Regions from separate parts of the Gossypium hirsutum genome. Here region 2 is linked to region 1. A link is a contact called in public Hi-C data. All regions are on one chromosome and are shown on one strand. The core of a region is the stretch at or near the end of the contact, and the rest is flanking DNA. Distances in the headings are between cores, read along the strand shown.

Region 1 (4,440 bases), core at 1,424-3,923:
GAATAAACTAAAACAAGAAAGTATCAAACATGAAGCGAATTTTTGCCTGCACAAATGCCACTGCACAGGCATGAACCAATTTCATAAAATGAAACATCAACATGTGATCATATGTGATGACAAGATAAGAAACTGAACTGGAAATTTTACTAAAGAAAAGATCTGCAAACAAAGAAAATAATTTAAGTGTAAAAAAAAAAAGTAATTCTATCTGTTAAACACTTCAGCCCCTAAATTGAACTAAGATCAAATCAAAGAATCAATAACCAAAATAGGTTGCATAAAAGTCTTACCGGTGGCATCAACTCCGAAGGCCCTTGGAAAATATACAAACGAGTTGAGCTACGAATAAAAAAGAAGAAAAAATTAATCAGAATCTGATATAACTTTTTTCTTCCAAAAGTAAACAAGCAAATAAGACTGCAACATAGTAAAGGTGAGAGCAATGAAGCACTAAAACTTTTAGAAATTTAGAGCAAATTGAGACCCAATCTATTAAACATAAAACCTACACCAAAGAGATTACAACAGAAAGGAGCTAAGCTAGACAGTCCTTTTGCGGGAACAAGGGGCAGATGGATATATGCACATCTGAATGACAAGCAATCCTCAACCAAAGTTTGGCTCTAAGACTGATATTACATATATCCATCGGGATAACAGTCAAATGAGTACGAAAAATTCAGAGGAAAAGCTAAGAAATGAATGCATTGAAAGGAAGATGGACAAATAAATTATGAGGAAACAAAAACAGGCAAGCAAAAGTCTACTTACTGGCCAAACCGAATGACATCACCCACACATAAGTCCACATAAGTCTTTTTGGTCACCTAAGTAATTTGGAAAAGAAGCTCAGCATGATATCACAAGCACAATAAACTATAATCTAGCAGCAAGTTCATTAACTTTTCCACAAAGTTTCTACTAAGAAGCAGGAAGTTGACCATCCAAACATCTCACCAGAAACCCAAACAGAAAAAACTGAAACACTTTAGCACGGTAAACTGCAACTCAATAAATAAACAGAATACAGTTGGACAGCAATACCTGACTTTTATTGATAAAAGTGCCATGTGTACTGCCAAGATCATAAAGATAGGCCTCGCCACTGCTCCTAAACTGAAGCACTAGTAAAGAGAAACAATAATTAAAAATAAAAAGAAAAAAAAGCATTAGCACATTCCTATGACTATCTTTGTAATTATTCCTAGCATCCTTATATTTAATATTTGTGCATAAAACCAAAAAAAGAGAAACAGCTAGCATTACAAGGATAAAGAAGAGAAAAAGGATTTATAAGAATAAGTCACAGGTGGGGTGGTCATGAGCAGTTCTTGTACAAACGTGTAAATTGGAAATTAGAAAATGCTCCAATCATAGCCCCCATTACAAAGAAAGCTTCTAGAGGGTATAGAGTTAGCCATTTCGGAGAATTAGGATTAATCATTTCACAAGAATATAACAAATTAACAACCCAGAGATGCTATTCATGTGAGTCAATTGAATACGGTTTTATTACAAAGTAGAAACTACAAACAGCAGCCAGAAGACTTCAACAACTCAGAGAAACTGCAAGATAACATCTTTCTTGGCCAATGAAAAATATTAAATTTTGAAAAAGTTGATAGCCTCCATAATGAATTTGAAATATGTTATTCCACATAACCATAACCTAAATGATATAATCAAAACAAAGAGAATTAATCTAATAACGAAAACCCTTCGCTTCTTTTCTTGGGTATCTACTCATTTTCCGTTTACAACAATAAAACTTCTTACTAGCTAATTGAATCTACTTCATTTAGAATCCAAACAAAATAACCTCTCGTAGTCATTTTATTCTGCAAACATTTCCGACTTCACCAACCAAATTTAAGCTATTTGAATTCCTCGCTTCATGGACACTAAATGTTTACATTGTCAAATAAAAGAGATTTACCAGCATGAAACCGCGAAATAGTGGGATGCTCAAGCACAAAATCACATAGATCAATACGCCCAAACATATAAGCTCCCTTCTCAAACCTATACAAACAAATTTCACAATTTGTCAACATTCCCAAAAAAGAAAAACAAAAAGAAAAGAAGCCTTAAAAGGGTAAAAACAATTACACTTTAAATCGGTCGAGGATGCAGCCATCTTTAAGCACCTCGAGGAAGAAATGGTGACAAGGAGGTCCACTCCACGGAGGGATTGTGTAAGGCACAGAAGATTGCTTTGGATTTAAGGGCTTTTCAGTTGAATTTGGTTCTGACTTTGATGGTTTTTCTTCGTCTAGGGGATTTTGCAGGTTAGGGTTTATGGGAAGAGGTGGCGGAGGACCCATCGTGGTTTTGGCTGTTATGGGTTCGGATTCCTCTTGGGCTATCGACTCGGGTTCGGTCGAGGGGTTAGGGTTTATGGGAAGAGGTGGCGGAGGACCCATCGTGGTTTTGGCTGTTATGGGTTCGGATTGTTCTTGGGCTATCGACTCCTGTTCGGTCGAGGGTTTAGGGTTCCTGGGAGGCGGTGGACCCATCGTGGCAGTCATGGTTGCAGAGAGAGAGAGAGAGAGGGAGGGAGGGAGGGAGGGAGGTGTTGCAGAATTTTGAAGCTTGACGCGGCACAACAAGCAACGTTAAGCGGATCTAAAAATGGGTTACGGGTCAAAGGATTAAGGACGATAACTGACCGGGTCGGTTTCGGTGGACCTGGATATTGTTTTTTTGTAACAAGACCCCTCTAGTCCTTTTGGTCCCCTACAAAAATTGGCGCATTTTAATTATAGTTGAAAAGTGAGAAATTAAAAATAATTAATTATAATATTAATATATTTTATTAATTATACATAATTTTAATTAATATAAAAATAAATTTAAATTTTAATATTTATATATTTTGTCATTTTAACCTTAATTATTGTAAGATAAATTTGTTAAAATAAAACTAAATTAATAATATGTATAAATTTTATGAATTAAGTTTATTATTATATCAACTAAAATTATGTATAATTAATAGAAAATATTAATATAGTGATTACTTATTTTTAATTACTCACCTCCAAAATTGATAGAGATTAAATTATTTTAATTTTATAGGGAAGAATTTATAATTACGTGTAAAATAATTATTTTAATTAAATGAGAGTTGATTTCGATAATATAATTATACTAATTGTTTACTTGTGTAACGCATGGAGAAATTTCGTGGGTAAGAAATTGGTATTCTCATTTATTGGAAAATATAATTGAGAAATTATTTATTGATATATATTTTTAAAATAGTTAATTAATTTTATTGAAAAGAAAGTAGTTTTTATTAAAATTTGCATAATATTGAAATATATATTTATTATGCAAAAATAAAAATTACAAAATATAAATTTACCTTTTGATAAGAATAATATGTTGAGATATATCTATTCCCTCCTTCAATTATTAAAAATAAAAATATAAAATAGTATATAATATTATTGAAATAATGGAAAACAATAATTAAACATAAAAATAGACTTGCATATATGATTAGAAACTTGCTACCAAATGTATATATGCAAATATTAAATAAATACATGAGTTCAGTATATATGTTTTATGCAACTATTTTAGATAGGACTGCAACTATTTGTTCAACAATAAAATGTGTTTTGTTTTTGTGACGAAAATTATAGTTTCTTATAATATTTTATTTTGATACAATGCTTAAAATTATTTATAGCCCCTCCCATCCTAACCCTTAAATAGGAAGATAATGCGCTTCAACACACTCGGACTCATGTCCTCCTACACTAGTAACAATGTCAATATCAATCGAGTTGAGACTCAATTGATTAGTATAAACTTTTTAATTTCATTAGTTGAAATTATAATCATTAAGTTCAATCTCAAACACATTATATAAATCTATATTAATTATATTTATCTCATTTTACATATTCAATTAGGGGTGAGTAAATTTTGATTCAACTCGAAAAAATTTAAAAAAAAATTAAATTTCGAACTATTCAAATCAAATTAATCGAGTTAATCGAATCAATTTAAATTTTTATTATTTTTGAGTTCGAATCAAGTCCCCCCGCAAACCCTTTTAGTTTCCTCAAAAAAAAATTTACTTCCCTTCAAATCCCAAGAACTTTTTCCCTTTATTTTTCCTTCAAAACTTTTACTTTCCCCTAACAAATTTTACTTTCCCCAAATCTCCCAAACTTTTACTTCCTCTTAAACCCTAAGATACGTTTGGTTCACTGTAATAGAATAGGGTTGTAATTTAATAGAGCTGTAATGGAATAGAGCTGTAATCAGTAATTCAACTGTTTAGTTGAATGGAATGGAATAGAGCTGTAATAGAATTCTTGTGTTTGGTTGAATGGAATAGATGTTGTAATAGTATAAGGAAAAAGGCTTAAATGACCAAAGTACCCTTAACAGAATTTTTGTAGGTAAATGATTATTGTTATT
Region 2 (4,440 bases), core at 956-3,455, 300 kb before region 1:
GAGTTGCCTATTCTTTCTTCGGAATCATATGGTTGCTTTTATAGTTGCATTTGCTTTTCAAAGAAAAAAACAAAAGTGGACTTGGATACAAAAGAAAAAATTACTTTTAAATAATTAAAAATGAAAATCCAATTTTGGGTTAAATGTACCAAACTATATGGGTTTACTTTCATATTACATTATAATTTGTGTTACATTTTAGTCATTTTGTCGTTTTGATTAATTATGATATGGTTTTTCTTGCCAAATGATGCAGGACAACAAATTATTGTTTGAATTTGGCAGCTGAGCAAGATAAGATTATCACCGAGAAATGGCTACCTGAACTTAAAACTGCAAATTTGAATGCTCAGAAGTGCTTGGAGGACTGCAAATATGTCAGGGGTTTGGTAAGTAACGGTGTTATCGTTTTGCTGGTCATATCATTAGATCTCTTGCTACGTGTATGCATATTCCACTGTTTTCTTCTGTTTTATATTCAACCCATTCGAATATTAGTCTTGTAAAAGAAAGAAATGATTGGTTTTTCTGTAAGCAAGAGTGCGAGCTGGAGCTGTGAGTTGGAGTGAGGTTGGTTGCTGAGATAGACTGGTTGTTTGATTGCAGACTATGTTTCTGGGTGCAACTATGACCTATTTGTTTGTTTATTTATTTCTGGTGATAAGAGAAGTGAGAATGGGAAAGGGGTTTGGGGATAGGGATGGCAAATTAACTCGAACCTGACGGGTTTTGACTGATTTGACCTGATAGGGGCTTTTTTCTTGAAAAATCGGGTTTGGGGCTGGGTGGGATACCAAAATACCCTTTTTTTATTTTAATTAATTTTATATATTTTAGTTAGATTTTTTAAACTGAAATAAGATTTTATGAATTTTAATTCTTTTTTAATTTTTTATTTTAGGTAGATATTTTTTATTTTTATAAGATTGTAGAATATGTATTTTATTTAATCTTGCAAAAGTAATATAATATAAAAAATTATTTAATACTTCGGGTTTGGTCGGGTTTGAGAGTAGGGGAATTTTTAGTATTTTGGGATTGGGTTTGGGACCCTAAACCCTAAACTTGGGTATTAAATTTTTTAATAAGATCAGTTTGGAGACGGGAGGTATAAAAATATGGCCAGAGTAGGGGTTAGCAAAACACCACCCCATCATATCGCTATCTCTAGTTGGGGATTAAACTTGTTTATGTCAATATATAAGGTCTGTTATTTGAACCCACTATTTCGCTTAAAGTACCAGTGTTAAACATGTGTCCGACACAGACCTGGATATGGGTATAGGAGTATGATCTTCCATATATATGAAAAATTTAGGAAAAAAAATTGAACAAATTTAGGAAAAAAAATTGAACATATGTTGTACACATACTTGTATCCGGTACTCATCTTTGAGTCTAGATATAACATAGTTTAAGACTATTGAAACATCAACATCTTATTATATTTGCCTTGGGATTGAACATCGTGAGTACAGCTGGACGAGTGGTGGGAGCAACCGGCATCAACTGTTGTAGATTGGGTCACAGTTGACAGACAAAATGTTGGAGCCTGGCATTCTCACGTGAAGCAACTTCTTGCATTTTATGATAAGGAAGTTTTGTGAACTGTTATTGTTTATTATTCATTCTCCTTTGTTCGATGGTTGGGTATCACTTTTTTTTTTTTTTTACACTAAAGCCCTGTATTTGAATGTAGTAGTATGGTTTGAATTTCCCAGAAGAAATGGCTGTAAAAACTTAAGCTACCTTTCTTTGTGTTGTAAAGAGATTTTTGCCAATTTGTGAAATGATCTTCTGCTTAGAATATAGCTTGCTTTTCACCTATGATTCAGAAGTTTTCATTTTAATTTTGGTTATCTTTTTCTTTGATTTTGAGTAGATTATTTTGATTTTCTTTTGAAAGATACAAGCACTGGGATATTCCATATCTAAAGTTATTTTGATTTTGGTTTGGATAATATTCGATTAAGCAAATTCCGGTTCAAATATTTAAAAAATATAAATATTCGATTTGTTGTCTCCTAATTGCAAAAAGTAGGTTGAAATGTGATTCCATGAATACTGAGCTCATATTATTCATGGCATTGGCACATGATATCTATGGCTGCTGTAAGCAGCTCGTGAACAAGCAGGAACCAGTCCAACTATCCCAAACTGTTGAATTTATATCATCAAATTCAAAGGAACCAATTCAATAAACTGTAACTATAATTCCCAGCCATCAAAGTTTTACTAGTTTCTAAATCATACATTCATTCCTTTTGAGCTGTTTTGGAGGTGGAAGAAATTAAACCTGAATGCATTGCTTCCACTTTACAGTTCACTGGTTTTTGCATGAACGATATTAAGAAGGTTGATAGGCTACACTATAAAAGTTATCAAAGTTCAGGGCATTAAATCAGAACCCCAAAAAAAGAGGTATTTGAAGAGATTAGAAGGATGAAAATGAGTTGGTTTTCCCTAGTACTGCTGCTGCTTAGTTTAACAATCAATAATCTCTCAGAGGCTGGCCATGGACATAAGCTACGTTCTGCTGTTGTTTCTGGAACTGTATACTGTGACATTTGTTTCCAACAAGATTTCTCAAAGGCCCATCACTTTATTTCAGGTCTGCTGTTTTCACTACTAGTGATTTTCATCTGTTATAGGCTAACATTTTAATATGCTTCCTTGGTTGAAATTTTGTTTCTGCAGGTGCATCAGTTGCAGTGGAATGTAAAGATGGGGAATCGAGGCCGAGTTTTCGACAAGTTGTGAAAACCAACGAGCAGGGAGAATTCAAAGTTCGTTTGCCATTCTCAGTTACCAAACATGTGAAGAAAATCAAGGGATGTTCAGTGAAACTTGTGAGAAGCAGTGAGCCATACTGTGCAGTGGCCTCATCTTCAACATCATCATCACTCCATCTCAAGTCAACAAAGCAAGGAACTAAGGTTTTCTCAGCTGGGTTTCTGAGTTTCAAGCCATTGAAACTGCCAAATCTATGCAACCGAAAACCAAGTGTTGTTGCAGACTCTAAGGAATACAACACCCCACACACCTTGGACTTTGAGCAACCAAACTATCCCATATTTCCACCTCCACTTGAAGACCCTGCAACACGACGGCCAAGCCCACTGCTTCCCAATCTCCCACCATTACCTCAACTCCCCCCTCTGCCACCCCTTCCAGGGCTCCCTTTTCCTCCCATTCCTGGAAGGAATTAGACAACTAATTCTCTGATATTAATTAATGGGTATAAATGGCTATTTAAATCACTTCTTTACTTTCTGTCCTACTCCTCTATGATATTATTCCACTAGTTTTCATGTAATACTTTATTCCCATTCCCTTTATCTACCAGTTGGAAGTTAATGTGGTCTAAGCATTCAATGGAGAATCTTGATCTGAATAATGTAATGGGAGTTTTATATTTCAGAATTTTATGTATTAATAATAGACATCAAAAATAGTTCAAAAAAAATTATTTACCACATATTTTCTAAAATAGAACATAAAATAAAGAATATTTAGTTCAAATTTAAACATGCAATTAGAAATATAGGTAAAAACTCATAAAAATAAGCCTCTTCAAAACAAACAAAAAGTTTTCACTCTCTTTGCCATAAAGAAAGTGAATAAAAATTACCAAGTGTAATTAATCTATAACTAACAAACATGCGATTAGTTTATACTCCAATCAACCATTAAACAAATACTATACCTTATTTTAATTCATCATAAAGCATGCCACACTTCTCTATATCTCTATTATTATTTTTTGGATAGAAACCTTGGAATCATTGCTTCAAGTTGTTCCATGAACGGAAGAAAACAATTATGAGATATTGTTGGAAATATTATTATATATGGGTTTTTTTACAAAATTATTTATTTATTTTTATCGTTTTATCATTCTGTTACTAGTATAAATAGATAGTTGATTTCCTCTTTTTTCACACCCAACAGATATACAACCCTCCATGAAAAATATTTTTCTCTTTTGCTTTCTATTTGCGATTTCTTTATAAAATTTGTCGATTTTTCCCAAATTACTTTTAGAGAAAATTCTATCTAGGAGTTTGGGTTTTAAGCGGGACTGACTGTGACCCTTCCAAATTTTCCTGAGAATTGTTCCTATTTTGATTTCCCGAGAAGAGCAACACTAATTGAGTTTCATCTTCCATATTCAGGTGTACGAATATCGAGAACTGCGTTAATCTTGGGGGACAACATCCTCTACACAATTACACAGATTAGGATGAATTCGTTTCTAAGGCTGTGAATTTACCATGGCACAATAATTTTTGATTTTATATTTAATTATTTATTTTTCCTAGTCAGTGTTAACAAATTTATTTTTGCAGTAGATTACATTTCCAATGATGTCTACCTCAATCAACAAATACATCTCAGATGAGGTTAGAGCTGTTGTGGTTTCCGAAGTAAACCTGGTTG

Evidence for each region. Hi-C and Micro-C count contacts between places; a contact is called where the count stands out from the background.
Region 2: a Hi-C map of leaf shows a contact between it and region 1, with 4 times the contacts expected there. The contact joins the promoter of LOC107955680 here to the promoter of LOC107952821 in region 1. A contact is called at or near these places in 3 of 34 Hi-C or Micro-C datasets (all in leaf).

What each region holds. Positions count from the first base shown.
Region 1 is chrA07:82,239,412-82,243,851 of Gossypium_hirsutum_v2.1, reverse strand. LOC107952821 (kanadaptin) reads right to left here and starts at 2,673. Exons shown (of 12, transcript XM_041116928.1): 1 at 2,113-2,673; 2 at 1,940-2,025; 3 at 1,048-1,119; 4 at 775-830; 5 at 294-342. The coding sequence starts at 2,140.
Region 2 is chrA07:82,543,587-82,548,026 of Gossypium_hirsutum_v2.1, reverse strand. It overlaps LOC107955680 (olee1-like protein), which reads left to right and starts at 2,205. Exons shown (of 2, transcript XM_016891486.2): 1 at 2,205-2,611; 2 at 2,698-3,397. The coding sequence starts at 2,443. The coding sequence ends at 3,209. It overlaps LOC107955679 (AUGMIN subunit 5), which reads left to right. Exons shown (of 11, transcript XM_016891485.2): 10 at 257-389; 11 at 1,479-1,827. The coding sequence ends at 1,607.